2 separate regions of the Pan troglodytes genome follow, and region 1 is linked to region 2. Evidence: chromatin contacts called from public Hi-C data. All regions are on one chromosome and are shown on one strand. Each heading gives the region's core, a stretch centred on a gene start, on an enhancer-like site or on the middle of the called end of the contact. The rest is flanking DNA. Distances are from core to core; before and after follow the strand shown. Region 1 has its middle 650 kb from the start of NTRK3. Region 2 overlaps AGBL1 (AGBL carboxypeptidase 1).

The links. Hi-C and Micro-C count contacts between places; a contact is called where the count stands out from the background.
Region 1: a contact with region 2 is called in a Hi-C map of stem cell-derived neural progenitor cells, with 2.3 times the contacts expected there. The contact joins two enhancer-like sites. A contact is called at or near these places in 3 of 7 Hi-C or Micro-C datasets (induced pluripotent stem cells and stem cell-derived neural progenitor cells).

The regions. Positions count from the first base shown.
Region 1 is chr16:79,397,333-79,404,198 of NHGRI_mPanTro3-v2.0_pri, reverse strand. No RefSeq gene overlaps it. Among named protein-coding and RNA genes, the nearest start is that of NTRK3, 650 kb to the left of the region's middle. Within about 2 kb of position 2,633, at least 3 of the 24 cell types and tissues checked have an H3K27ac peak or open chromatin away from gene starts, as enhancers often do. A contact at or near this core is called in stem cell-derived neural progenitor cells, where this site is marked.
Region 2 is chr16:78,709,353-78,716,195 of NHGRI_mPanTro3-v2.0_pri, reverse strand. AGBL1 (AGBL carboxypeptidase 1) reads right to left here. Exons shown (of 23, transcript XM_009429779.4): 23 at 3,857-6,843. Among named protein-coding and RNA genes, the nearest start is that of AGBL1, 840 kb to the right of the region's middle. Within about 2 kb of position 3,640, at least 14 of the 24 cell types and tissues checked have an H3K27ac peak or open chromatin away from gene starts, as enhancers often do. A contact at or near this core is called in stem cell-derived neural progenitor cells, where this site is marked.

The sequences.
Region 1 (6,866 bases), core at 1,384-3,883, 690 kb before region 2:
AGAGTCACAGGAGGCCTACTGTTTGGGTGAAATGTTTCAGTTTTTCTGACAGTTCTCATCTATATGTTTTCTCCAGATATTTCACTGCTCGTGTTTCTTTGTCTCATAGCAGAGTGCTGAAGTAGAAAATGCATGCTATTTAGAGCAAGAAGTTGTGGGTTTGAATCCAAGCCTGTCACTTGTAGCTCCTGGATCTGGGGCAGAATAACATTTTAATATTCACTTTCTTAAACTGTAAACATTGGATATTAAAATTATTTGCTTCCCAGAATGACCGTGCAGCTAGGAGAATGCTTTGTAGAATCGGCATCTATATTGTATAGGCTGAAATGTACCCCCATTTCACATTCCTATGTTGAAACCTAACCCCCCAGTACTTCAGCATGTAACTGTATTTGGAGATAGGGCCTTTAAAGAGGTGATTAAGTTATCCAATGTGACTGGCATTCTTATAAGAAGAGGCATGTTGGACACACTGAGAGACACAGGGATAGGGGCATACACACACAGAAGAAAGACCGTGCGAGGACACAGTGAGCAGGCGGCTGTCTGCAAGCCAAGGAGAGAGGCCTCAGAGGAACCTTCTGACACCTTGATTTTGGACTTCCAACCTCTAGAACTGAGAAAATAAATTTCTGTGGTTGAACACCCAGTGGTATTTTGTTATGGTAGACTTAGCAAGTTAATGCATATGTACCATGTGCATTGTCGTTTTCTTTTATTCTCTTTAATTGCTATGCAATACTGTTACCTTCCAAGACCAGTATTTTTTTTTTTCCTTTTGTTTCTGATACAGCTCTGTTATGGACCCTATCCATCCTAGCAGCCTTACTCAAAGGATGACCCCAGGAAATGCATAGTCCTTCCAGGGTCCCTAAATCTCCTGATGGGACAATCAATAGTAGATTTCAATTCTCACTAAAAGTATTTTTCAGTTTGTCACTCAGTCATTTTCAAATGTTTAATGAGTGCCTACTATGTGTCAGGCTGTCATGGGCACTTGAATAGTTAAAAGAAGAGAAATCAAAATTAATGCCAAATTACTCTGCAGCCATTAGACAGGAAGGGTTACAGAACGTATTTCCTTCTAAGCATTTTGGGGAAAAAAATACAGTTTCCACTAAATCTAACAGTACTCCTCTCCCTCACTCAAATGGTTCTACCACCACCACCATTTGAAATGTGTACAGTCTTATTTGGAGTGCAAGCAGTTGGAATATCAATCAATTAATACATCATTTGATCAGCAAATATTAATGTTCCATATGAAACAGCAGCAACAAACAAGAGTATAAGGCAGGAAACTTGCCCTCAGGGAACTTCTACAAATTTCTGAGAGATGCAAGATAGAAAATTAGAAGAGATGTCACAAGGCAAGACATGTATATTTAGTGCCATGCCATCACTGGGTTGATTACCTCTTGGTTACTTTTAACTTGATTTCCCCAAGCTCTTATTACTTTACTCTTTCTGCTCCCCCACTTCCTCCTCCCTTCCTTTTGTGTCTGGCAGTATCATTGGCTCCTCCCCATTCTCCTGTTAATATTGAACCATAGTGTCTTTCTACCACCTTCCATTCTACTCATGTAGCTGTTAAAGGTACACATACATCTCAAAGCTGTGGTGACAAATATGAGAAAATGAAATTGAAGGGCTGATTTCAAAAGAAATGAAGGCCAGAATAACCCAGAGTAAAAAAAAGGTCGTAGCATTAGGTCATAGCAGCCAGAAGCAGCCCATGCAGGAAAAAAATCGTTGGAGCGCAAGGGTGGTTGAAAAGAGAACTTGAAATAAGCATTTATATTTATCTTTGTTAATGGCCGGAGAATGCAAGGGTTCTGGAGAGGGCCAGCACTATCACTGCAATGTACGGAAGCTGAGTCACCATTTCGGCATAGGGATCGTTTTTTAAAACTGATAAGGAAGGGTTTGTGAATGACTTCTGTTTCTGAATCAGAATTAGAAATTAGAAAGGGTGCATAGTTATTACTATTCACATGGTAATAGCAATCACATATGTGTGGTAATTAGGTTGTCAATTTGGCATTAGCAGGTAAGAAAAAGGGTAAACTTGCTGGGGTGTGTCAGACTACAGTTGGGGCAACAGAAGCTGAATGTAGAGTACAAATCATTCCTGTGCCTCATTAGGGATGCCCCTGCCAAAGGGAAAGGAAGCCCGGGCCTGACAGGCGTGGGATCCTGGGACAAGGGCCACTCAGTCAGGACCCATCACACACCAAGAAGGCTCATTCCCAATCTCTTTCTCTCACTCACTCTCTCTGGCTCAACAGTGACCCCTCTTTTCAAATATATGTCTTCTTCCTGCTCCACTCTACTCTCTATAGCCCGGTTTCCTTGGTCTCCTCTTATTTTTCTGCTCTCATTCCCAATCTCTTTCTCTCTCACTCACTGTCTCTGGCTTGGTAGTGATCCCTGTTTTTAAAAATGTGTTAAATATATGTTTTGCTGCAGTTCCACTTTCCTTTCTATAGCCTGGTTCCCTTGGTCTCCTCTTATTTTTCTGCTCTCTTAAATCTTCAGTACACACAGGGCTTTGCTTTTCTTGGTGCTGACTGCAGCTCTAACTCTACATAACCCTTGGACTAGCATCTCTGCAACTGGGTGGGTCAATTCCCCAGTGATCCAATCACAAATCCCCAGGCAAATTTGCAGAGTCACAGCTTATGGAAAATTTAGGCTCTGAAGTCTGCTTGTGAGACAAAAAGTAGACTTGGCAAATCTCTTTAGAAGCACTTCACTGGAAACTGACACATTGCTTCTTAGTGAGTCAGATCCAGCTGTGTTATCCTCTAGTATTGGGCTAGCATGATTTCCTGAGTATGAGATGAAATTGTTAGTTTCCCTTTAGTAGGCAAACTTTATGAAACATGGGCATTGTAAACAGGAGCAGGACCCTTAGCTTGGTGAGATGCCTGTATTCTCAGAGGTGCTTAGAAAACAACACAGACTCGGGGGGGAACAGTGTGTTCATATCAGCTATATCTCCTTAATGAATGGGATGGTGCTAGGAATCTCCTGTGCAACTACAATTATTTTTCTTTTTCTTTGTCTCCCTCCACCTTAATGTACACATTTGCATTCCTTAATGTGATGTGAGTCCACTCTAATGGGCTCCATTTACTCAGGAGTCTACCTTGTGGCTGAGCAAAATGAAGGTGAGCGCTCAGAGGCCTGGCAGATGATTCAGCAGTGAATCAAAAAGGAGAGGTTCACAGAGAGGTTGGAAATGGGGAGCAGCACCCCACATAAACCTCTTAGAATGATGCCAGGAGAGTTTTTATTAGGGGATAATGAAGTGTGACTTTGTGGATACCAAGTGACTACTAGCAGACAGATTCTTCTAAGGGTGATGAGTTGGGGGTGGGGGTGAGTGATTATCCTAATTGTTCTTATTCTTAAAACAGACTAAGAACGCTTATACCTGGCCTCTTTTCCACTCTCAAAAGCCAGTTTCTCAGAATTCAAACTAATAACTGTGTGTAAGTTTAGATAAGTAGAAGTCTCATGTAAGGCTATTCAGCACAGCAACTGTGAATCCAGATGCTGAGGTTGGATAGATCTGACTGCCACACGCGCTGTAATTTTAGACAAATTGTTTAACCTTTCAAAGCCTCAGATTTTCCACTATAAAGTGGGCATTGTTAAGACTTACCATCCAGTGGTCTTGCAAGGATTAAGTGAGATAATGCACAATTCCTGGCACATCATACATGACAGTATGCATCAGAGTTCATAAAAACTAATTTAAGCCTTGGTGTCTGTGGTGGTCTTTGGAAAATAAGGAAGAGGACAGGAGACAGGCACATGGTTTAGGAGACCGGGCAGGACAACGTTTGTGATGTGCATCTCTGTGCAGTTTCACTGGCCCTGTGCTCAGAAGGTCTTATCAGGCAGGACATGCCATAAGTTTGAAGGGCCGCCAGGGGCCCATCTGAGGCTAAACCTTTCTTTGTGCAAAGTTAATCCCTGACAGCATAGAAAAGCAATGAGAAAAAATTGCAAAAGGAAAAAAAATGTGACTTAGTGAGTGATGGAAATAGAAAGGGGCGGGGGGAAGTAAGAGAAAAGCAACAGCTCTCCAAGGACTCCAAGGAGGGAGCTGGAAAAGTGTGGTACATGAACAGACACTGGGAGGGCAAGAGAGGGCTTACCTGTTTAAATAAATCAGAGCTGGCATTTATTATAACGATTGCTAGAGACAATAAATACAAATCACACATCAGGCCAGGTACGGTGGCTCATGCCTGTAATCCCAGCACTTTGGGAGGCCGAGGTGGGCGGATCACGAGGTCGGCGGATCACGAGGTCAGGAGTTTAAGACCAGCCTGGCCAACATGATGAAACCCCATCTCTACTAAAAATACAAAAAGTAGCCAGGTGTGGTGGCGTGCACCTGTAATCCCAGCTACTCAGGAGGCTGAGGCAGGAGAATCGCTTGAACCCGGGAGGCGGAGGTTGCAGTGAGCCGAGATCGTACCACTGCACTCTAGCCTGGGTGACAGATTAAGACTCCGTCTCAAAAAAAAATCAATCAATCAATCACAGACCAGTTATTATGGATGATATTACAAAGACTGTACTAATAGCAACTGCCTGTGGCACCTTTAGTGTCCTTGTCTTCTGCTCTTCCCTGCTATCCCTGGTGACCTGTTTGGAAGATTTGAATCAGCCTTTCAAGGGTTTTTCCTGAGTCTCCCATTTCTCTCTAGCACTCCCCTCCTACCTACATGTTTGTCTCCTAGCTTTCACTCCACCTCACCACTGCACACACCCTTGCACACAGAGACATACATGTTCACTCACACATACACGTGCCCACTCTCACTTTGGGCGCTTCTCAGATTCACTGTATTTACTTGGCGAGCTCTTTCTTCACCATGTTCATAGGAGGCCATTTGGCCTAAGATGTATTTCCTTTTACCAAATGCCATCTTCATCAAACCTGCATCTCTAATTCACCTTCAGAGAAAATCTCTCAGGCCTCATCTATAGCAATCACCATTCACTTTTTCTACTCCCACAGCTGGGTGCCTCATAGTTACTGGAACTTAATAAATATGAAATAGTTGGAATAATTGACCCCTTATCACCATTTATCAGAAGCAGCTTTTCCTACCTCTAAGTCTTCCCTTAAAAGGAAGGGCCTGCCACTCAGGCCTTCCAGTTCTCTAAGCAAGAAAAGCAAAGTCCCTGGAGATGATAAACTGTTCCAAAAGCTTCAGCCCTCACATGCCTGCTTCCCTCTTTGTGAGTGTAGAGAAGAATGAGAAGCAGCCCACTAATTCAGCAGTAATACAGTGTTTTCCTTTGCAATGTCCTTGATTTTATTTTGTAGTGATTCTTCAACATCACAGGTTAAAGAGGTACGTTTGCTATGGGATGTCTCTAGGCAAATCGAGTGAGCAAAACTATTTAGTCCCCTCCTCTTTGTCCTTACTGAATCTCTTCCTTTTCCTTTAACACCACTAGATCCTCCGATTTCCTGTCTAGGCTCCACTCTCTCAGTTTGCCTTAGCATATGCATCTGATGGGTTCTAGTACCTGGCATTGGCTTATGGCCAGCTTTTCAAACACATCTATCATTCTCAGTGCTCTGATCAGACACATAGGGCAGGTATCATCATCATCATCAACATCATCTTATAAAATCTCGATCATTTTACAGTTGTGAAAACTGAGACCAAAGTAATTGGGATAAATTAATCAAAATGCAAATTCAGACTTCCGATCCAGATTTTTTCCAAATTGATTTCCTTCATCTTTAATGCTGAAGGCAGAGATGGCAAATATATGGCGTTCTTGTAGCCACTTTCTACTCTGGTACCCACTATAACTGTTCTAGTTAGTTTTCTTGTTCCTTCCTAAAGTGCCTTGGATGGCTTAGAAACACTTGTAATATTGTTCTGGATAATCACTATCAATTGAACAAAGATGGCAAGTAAATTAACACACAATTTTCACTCTTAGCTGAGGTCAGAACTTCCCAAGTGATATTGGAAGTAAGAATTCTACAGAGCAAAGGCTTTCAAATGTCATAGGATGACTTAGTTGGAGGAGCATCAGGGGCAAATGCAAGGGAACTAATTTGTTTTTTTGAGATGGAGTTTCACTTTTGTCATCCAGGCTGGAGTGCAGTGGCCTGATCTCGGCTCACTGCAACCTCCACCTCCCAGGTTCAAGTGATTCTCCTGCCTCAGCCTCCAGAATAGCTGGGATTACAGGTACCCACCACCACGTCTGGCTAATTTTTGTATTTATAGTAGAAACGGGGTTTCACCAGTTTGGCCAGGTTAGTCTTGAACTCCTGACCTCAGGTGATCCACCCCTCTCGGCCTCCCAAAGTGCTGGGATTACAGGTGTGAGCCACTGTGCCTGGCTACAAGGGAACTAATTTTAATGAGTGCCTATGGTTTTTGTAGACTTTGTGTTAATTCTGCTTATAACCTATTGAGATAAGCAATGTTATTTCTGGTTTTCAGTTGAGGAAACTGAGGCTTAGCATTGAAGTCACTTACCCAGACATGGAGTCAAACAAGAGATGGAGTCTGAATTACATGCAACATTTGAGCCAGAAGCTCTGCCATAAATCTGCCCTCACCCACTCTCTTCCCAGCCCTTCAAACTGAACTTCTTTGCATCTTATTGTAATAGCATGCATCTCAACATTAAAAGAGAACAGCTGTAGAAAAAAAAATATGGGGCAGAGAAAAGAGATAAGTACAGTCACAATGTCAGGATTTGTTGTGTGTGATCTTGTGTATAAAGGTATGAAGCCAGAATTAGCTCTTTTTTCCCCAAGAACTGTGTGTGTTTAAGTATTATCCTGCACAAGTATGTAAATTTTA
Region 2 (6,843 bases), core at 2,391-4,890:
AAGGCTCTGGTTTTTTCTTCATTCATATAAGAGTTTTTCCTTAGGTAGTCGGGTGGGTGGGGGGGTATGTGTGTGTGTGTGTGTGTCAACAGGGAGTGGGCAACTAAGCAGCTAGTCATTGATGGGCCCTAGAGATTTCAGTGTCAATTCATTCTCCCTTGCTGGGCTCTGTTTTTCCTTACCTTAATTAATGTCATGTGTTTCTGGTCTTTTCATCTTGTAGCCACTTCAGATGAGAAAAAAGCAAAACAAAAAACAACAACAAGAAAACTATTCAGAAAAAGAGAAGCATGGCTCAGGTAAGGCTGTCTTTCGGGAATATCATTGACTTATGTCAGACTACAGGAAAATCTATTTCAACAGAGACAGGAAAAGGTAGAGGACCAAGGTGTGTTTCTCCTGTTGCTCTTTGCTGAGTGGCCTTGCTGAAGTGGCCACTCACTTATAGCATTAATTTTTAGGTTGAAGTCAAGTGAAGTTGAGGAACAGTAACAGTTTAGGATTTAAAGAGTATAGATCCTTTCCTAATAAAGTAAACTGAGTATCACTTGAAACTAGCTGATATTGATGTGGTGCATTATAGATCTCTGAGCGTAAGTCTGCAAGGTATCCCTAGCATTACTATGCCACAGCCTTCAAAGTAGTACTCTGAAAAAAAAAGAGTCACCAGGGGAACACATGATATTGTTCGGAACACGCATGGACGTGACAGACAGAGACCCAGAAGAATCATTTCCTGAACCAGAGCAGACACCTTAAGGGAAATCCTGCTGATCCCAATCCAGACACGATTTTGTTGGGGACATATTTCTCTATGATGTTTACTTAACCACTGTGTGAAATTCATGTTGTTCATCTTTAAAAATGTTGCTCTGAACATTTACTAGGGGAAGCTTATAGTGTGCTTCACGTATTTCCCATACACATCATCAACTACCACCATCAGCCCATTGTAAGATTTCTGTAAAAGGTCACACAGCATTTTTGTCTGGAAATGTGGAAAAGGAAGCTGAGCAAAATTTAGATTAATAGGTACGTGGGGGAGAAAACAGGCCTTGACTAAGTCTGAAAATAAGACTCTGAAAATTACAGATCCATTTCCTTTTTTTTTTTTATTTTTTGAGACTGGGTCTCCCTTTGTGGCCCAGGCTGGAGTGCAGCGGCATGATGCGGATCCATTTCTAATTGAATTTGAAGAAGAAAGTATGAAGGCAAGTTTGCCTCAAGGGAAAAATGAAGGGAGGAGATGTCCACTGCCACTAGGAATATTTCCTTTTCCGAGGTGATACACCATGGGGAGAATGGGAAGAGGATGCAAGCTCAGTTCAAACCCAAATGCAGCCTCTCCACTAACCACTCACTTTGCACAAGCTGCTAACTATCTCCCAGAGTTTGTTTCTTTGTCTGTAAAATGGGTATCATAATAGTTATTTACCTCAAAAGGGTTTTGTGAATAGTAAACATTCAGCCCAAGGACTGGTTCATGTTTATGGTAAGTTGATTATTATCATTACCATCATATTCATGAAGTGCCCAAATAAATGGAATCTGTAATTTCCTAGAAATGAATTTTGCAAATTTCCTGCTTCTGCTGAATTCTCTTTGGTGGCTTCCCCCATGTTTTTATCCAAAATGAACAATTGAACCTTTCATCTATGCAAAATATAATGAGAACCCAGCTACTTGGGAGTAATGGACTTTTACTAGAGATTTGAGGGACTAGGGATGGAGTGAAATGAGATCCCACAGAACAGAAAACAACTTAAAATTCAATCCTGGACATCACTTTTTTATGAGTCAGGACTTCTCAGAGGCCCTCTTTGCTCCCCTGCCTTGAGCCATGCTGGGAAGTCCTCATCCTCTCTCTTCTCTCTCCTTCTCTCCCAGTGCACACCCCTGGCCCCACTCCCTGAATCTTTGGTACCATCTAATGCACAGCAGAGCAGCTTTTCATCCCTCACCCCGACATTTGCATATCCCCAAATTCAAGAAACCGCCTCACTAAAGGAAGTCTCCAACTGCTTTGAATCTCTACCCTTCGCAATGACAAGGCCTGGAACAAGGTTGTAGAGGTGATCCGCGTGTGTTTACTTGCCCTGTGGCTGCTGCTAGGTCACTGCTGTCTGTCTCCTTGCATGTTGCATGTAACTGTACAGTGGCAGGAACATTCAATGTGCTCAGTAATAATGAGCTCCCTTTCCCTAACCCTCTTGCACACATCGTCCCCTAAATGACCAGATTTGAAAGTCATTTTGATTGAAATCCTGAGTGTGTGCAAAGAGCCTAAGAGGAAGCTGGGCCCCAAATGCTGAGAGACAAGGTCGATGAGGGCAGTTGGCCCAGGCCCAGGCAGAGGCCAGGGACAGGAGAGGGACTGTGAAAGAACTCTCTCTGAACAACCAACAAAGAGTCAGTGAGGAGTGGGTGGACCAACTGCACAGTGGGGAGGAAACGAGCCTGAGAGAGCAGCCACGCCTCTCCCCCATCTTCTCCATCTTCTCCCAGGGTGGCATCAAACTCCCCCTTCCAACAGCACTTTAAACACCAGTGCAGCACCTAGCAGGCCAAACCATGTGGATGAAAACAAATTAGATTCTTCCCTGCCCCACCCCAGCTGAAGTTTGCTGACTCAATTCATTCCCCCTCCTTTAGGTCTTCCTGTTTATGTTGTCATTTTGTTTTATTATTTATTTTTAGCCCTGATTTCGGAAGCTTTTATTCTGCTGGGCATTGGCAGGGTATCAACGGCACTGCTCTGCTCTGTGCTCTGAAAAGATCATTGTGCAGGCCTGGCCTCGGTCCCTGCAGAGACAGAACGCTAGTGTGAGCCACCTCATGCTGCCTCTTCACCGGCCTGGCCAGCCCTGGGCCTGCTGGTGTTCTCTGCAGGCCCCGCCAGCACAGCATTCATGTTCATGAATATTAGAAATAGAAGTGAGGTTAGATTTCGTGTGGTCCAGCCCTTCACCCTCCAATGGAGAAACTGAGACCCAGAGGAAAGGGTCAGTCGAAAGCCATATATTGAAGTAAGAGAGCCAGAGCCTAAACCTTGGTTGGACTCTCAACTTCTGTTATAATGTTCTATTCCATATGCTAAGGAATCACTTAAAGAACAAAACCATCATTTCCTAAATTACACAATAGGTGAAGACCAGAGTGCCTGATCCATTTTTATTATTTACATATTTTTTCTGGACTCTGAATGTACTTACATTCACACACACACACACACACACACAAACACACACACACACACACACACACACACACAAAGTCTGGGACATCAATAGGAACTCCTCTCATCGTTCCCACAGGTTATTCTCTTTGTTATTTTTTCTTCTTTAAAAAATTAAAAAAAAAAATGCTGTGAGCCGGTAGCAGCAACCTGGTGCGGCTTGCCTCCTTGGACAGGCTGCAGCAGCAATGAAGCAAGGGACACGCTTCAGTTCCCAGGACAATGGTCTCTTTGACTGGGAATATACCAAACCAGAATTACAAGTGTGCAAGAATAAACAAGGCTGGAGTCAATCTAAAGTTGTTTTACACTCTGTTTTATTAAAGTCAATGCATTTCCGTTCCTATGTGCCCAGCTTAGGCTTGCTTAATTATAGACACCCGGGGTGAATGCTAATGTAGAGAGGACAGTCGGTGATTGGAAAACAAGGCCCTTTTCTGACCTCTACAGGCCATTTGGAGGAAACAAGAAACTGCTTCTGGAAAATTACCGACCAGGAGGCACCGCAAACGGGGCTGAAGGAGGTTTCTCCTGGACGCCTCCTTGAAGCTCTGAGTTGGCTGGACTCACGTGTGTCCTGCTTTCCTGCAGCTCTGCTCTCCATGTGTAAGAGGCTACTGAGGCAACAGGTAGGAGGTCATTCTCAGGAGACCTTTGTAACGGAAATTAAGATCTCAACCATTCAACACATATTTATGGAAGTCCCACCACATCTTGGGCACGATGCTAGGCTCTCAGGATGTAGCAGTGAACAAAATTGTCTTTGTTCTCCAAGATATTACAGTCTTGGTGCAGTGGGGCGGTGGGGGGGAGGTGAAGAGGGGACAGCAAAGTCCACAGGCAATGCCATACAACAAAAGCTGTGACTGGGTTTCTCCAAGATGACAGTAGGAACTCAGAATCAGATCATGGGAGACTTCTTGGAGGAGCCTACATTTAAGCACATAATGGATAGATCTAGGCACATGGATGGAAGAAGAGGGAACAGAAGAGTAAGGTGCTTTCTGAGAATTGAAAGTAAGTTTTTATGACTTTAACAGGGGCTGATGTCAAGAGAAGAGACCAGAAAATTACGTAGTGGCTGGATCTGAAAAGGCTCAAGCACTAGGTCCTGTTTGCATTTTATCCTTAAGACCATGGGAGGTCACTGACAAATTATAAACCGCGAAAGTAGAAGCCGGTTTTCCTTCCCAATACTATCAGGCTGCACAGGGATGAAAGGGTTGGAAAGGAGGCACAACCAAAGGTGAGAAGAGTGGTAAGAAAACTTGAAGTCCAGGTGAGAACAGCGTTATCGAGTCTGATTCTTAGCTTTGGACTCCAACCAAAGCTAAGATTCACACTCAACAACATTGCAGATTCATCTGTTTAGTGAAGATCTGAGTACCTGCCTCGGCCAGACAGTGAGCTATGCATCTGGCACACAAATAAATCAAACAACACCAGTTTACTATCAGCATAATCAAGTTTAGGAATTTGGAGGTAGAGATTTTGTTGGGAGGAGATTTTGACTTTGAACCTGTTGAGTTTGAAGAGGAGCAGGAAGTTATGCAGAAATGTCCAGTAGGAGTTACTTGTATTTGAGTCAAGGATCTACAAGAACAACACACTTTCCTAGAGATGGAGACTTGCTCCATAACCTCTCAGAGGGCCCTTAGGGGTCTTTGAAGAAAGATGTTTTTCCTTGGAGAGCAAGTTTAAGAGTCCGATTGCCTGAGTTAAGGTTGTGATCTGCTACTTACTACCTGTATCATCTTAGGCTAGCCCTTAAATTCTTAATGCCCTCACTTATAAAGTGAGCATAACAACAGAGTTTAGCTCGTTGGGCTGAAGTTTTAGGCTTAAACATGATGACACCTGCGATGGTCTTAGACTATTATAGATACTAAGTGTTGCTAATTACCACGTTAGCTGTAACTGTGTTATGGTTCATATTCACCTCCTCTGGGGAAGTGGAGGGAGCATGAGTTAGGAAGTCAGATTTCCCCGGGAACAGATTCCAGCTCTATCATTTACTAAACGTGTCTCTTTAAGTATGGGTGCACTTCATTTTTAAAATGGCAATCATAATGTCCATTTATCCCATAGAGCTGGTACTGAGAGTGAAATGAGTCACTATGTGATTGTCTGAGCAGAGCAGAAACATAGGCAGATTTTTCCTCCTCTAATACCTCCCAAAATAACTTCCTCTTCAGAATGAAGTGTGGGTGGGGTCTGGTTGATAGTCTTCTACCCCAGGACATTCATTCATTTAACCCCCATACCCTGGATGTTTGGATGGCAGACCTGTCGGCCTCTCTGCTTCCTGTCCCGTCCCACAGCCAGTAGAGACAATGGAACTCAATGCCATGTCTTGCCCTGCCCTTCAAGACCAGGGCTACACTCAGACACTTTAACTGAATAGCTCCAAATAATTATGCTTAAGTGTTACTTATTTTGCCAGGAGCTGGTCATAATACTTATCTGATACCAAGAAATCATTTTAACCCCATAAGAGCCTAGAGACTATAAAAGATCATTGAAATCCCCCCATGTAGAATCATCTTTGCTTCAGCCTTTTTATTTACTTTTAGACAGAGTACAGGGTCTCACTCTGCCACCTAGGCAGGAGTGCAGTGGTGCGATCACGACTCACCATAGCCTCAACCTTCCACTTCCAGGCTCAGGTGATCCTCCTGCCTCAGCCTCCCTAGTAGCTGGGACTACAGGCATGCATCATCACGCCTGGCTATTTTTTTTCTTTATTTTTTGTAGATTCAGGGTCTAACTATGTTGCCCAGGCTGGTCTTAAACTCCTGGGCTCAAGGGATCCTCCCAGCTTGGCCTCCCATAATTCTGGGATTACAGTTGTGAGCCACCACGCCTTGCCTGCTTCAGCCTTGTAAACAGTCAGTGCTCTCCTCTGTTTAACTACTTGTCATAAGACCTAAATGTGGCTCATTCGGTAATTCTCTCATAGACTGTGTTCTCTACCAATGATACTGAACCCATTTTACTTTGCGCTGGAACTGGCCCAGAATATATACGCACTTCAAGTCCAGTTTATGTCACGTGCTAATGAGAGATGAGTCCTGTCTTCTACCCAAAATACCTTCATCTTGACATCTGTGTGACAGTAGAGCCTAAAATCATCAACTAGCTGCCCCTCACCCATATGAACATGTGTCATGTGTCTGAGGATCAACCTTCCCTCACTCATTGTTATGCTTAAAGCCCTGTGCCGTGTGTGTTTGTGTGTGTGTGTGTGTGTGTGGTGGGGAACTCAAACTCAGCTTCAGCTCCATTATGTTGAATTGTGTGTGTGTAATAGATGATTTTAAGTTATATGCAATTGTATCTTTTTATTATTAGGCACTGAAAGGTTGTAATAGAATCCATTTTTATCTCAAAATTCCCTTTTACCACTCTATTTTTTCTTTTCTAAAGAACACTTTTTATCAAGCATTGGTAGCATGAACCAAACTGCAACACAAACAAAAGAGGACATCTGTTGGGAAGACAGCAGCAGGCTCCAGAGCTGATGAATTATTTTTGCCCAGAAAAGCCCTCCTGGTGAGCACCAGGCTACTATGCATGTCTTTCCAAGACTAGAGAGTTTGGGGAGCTGG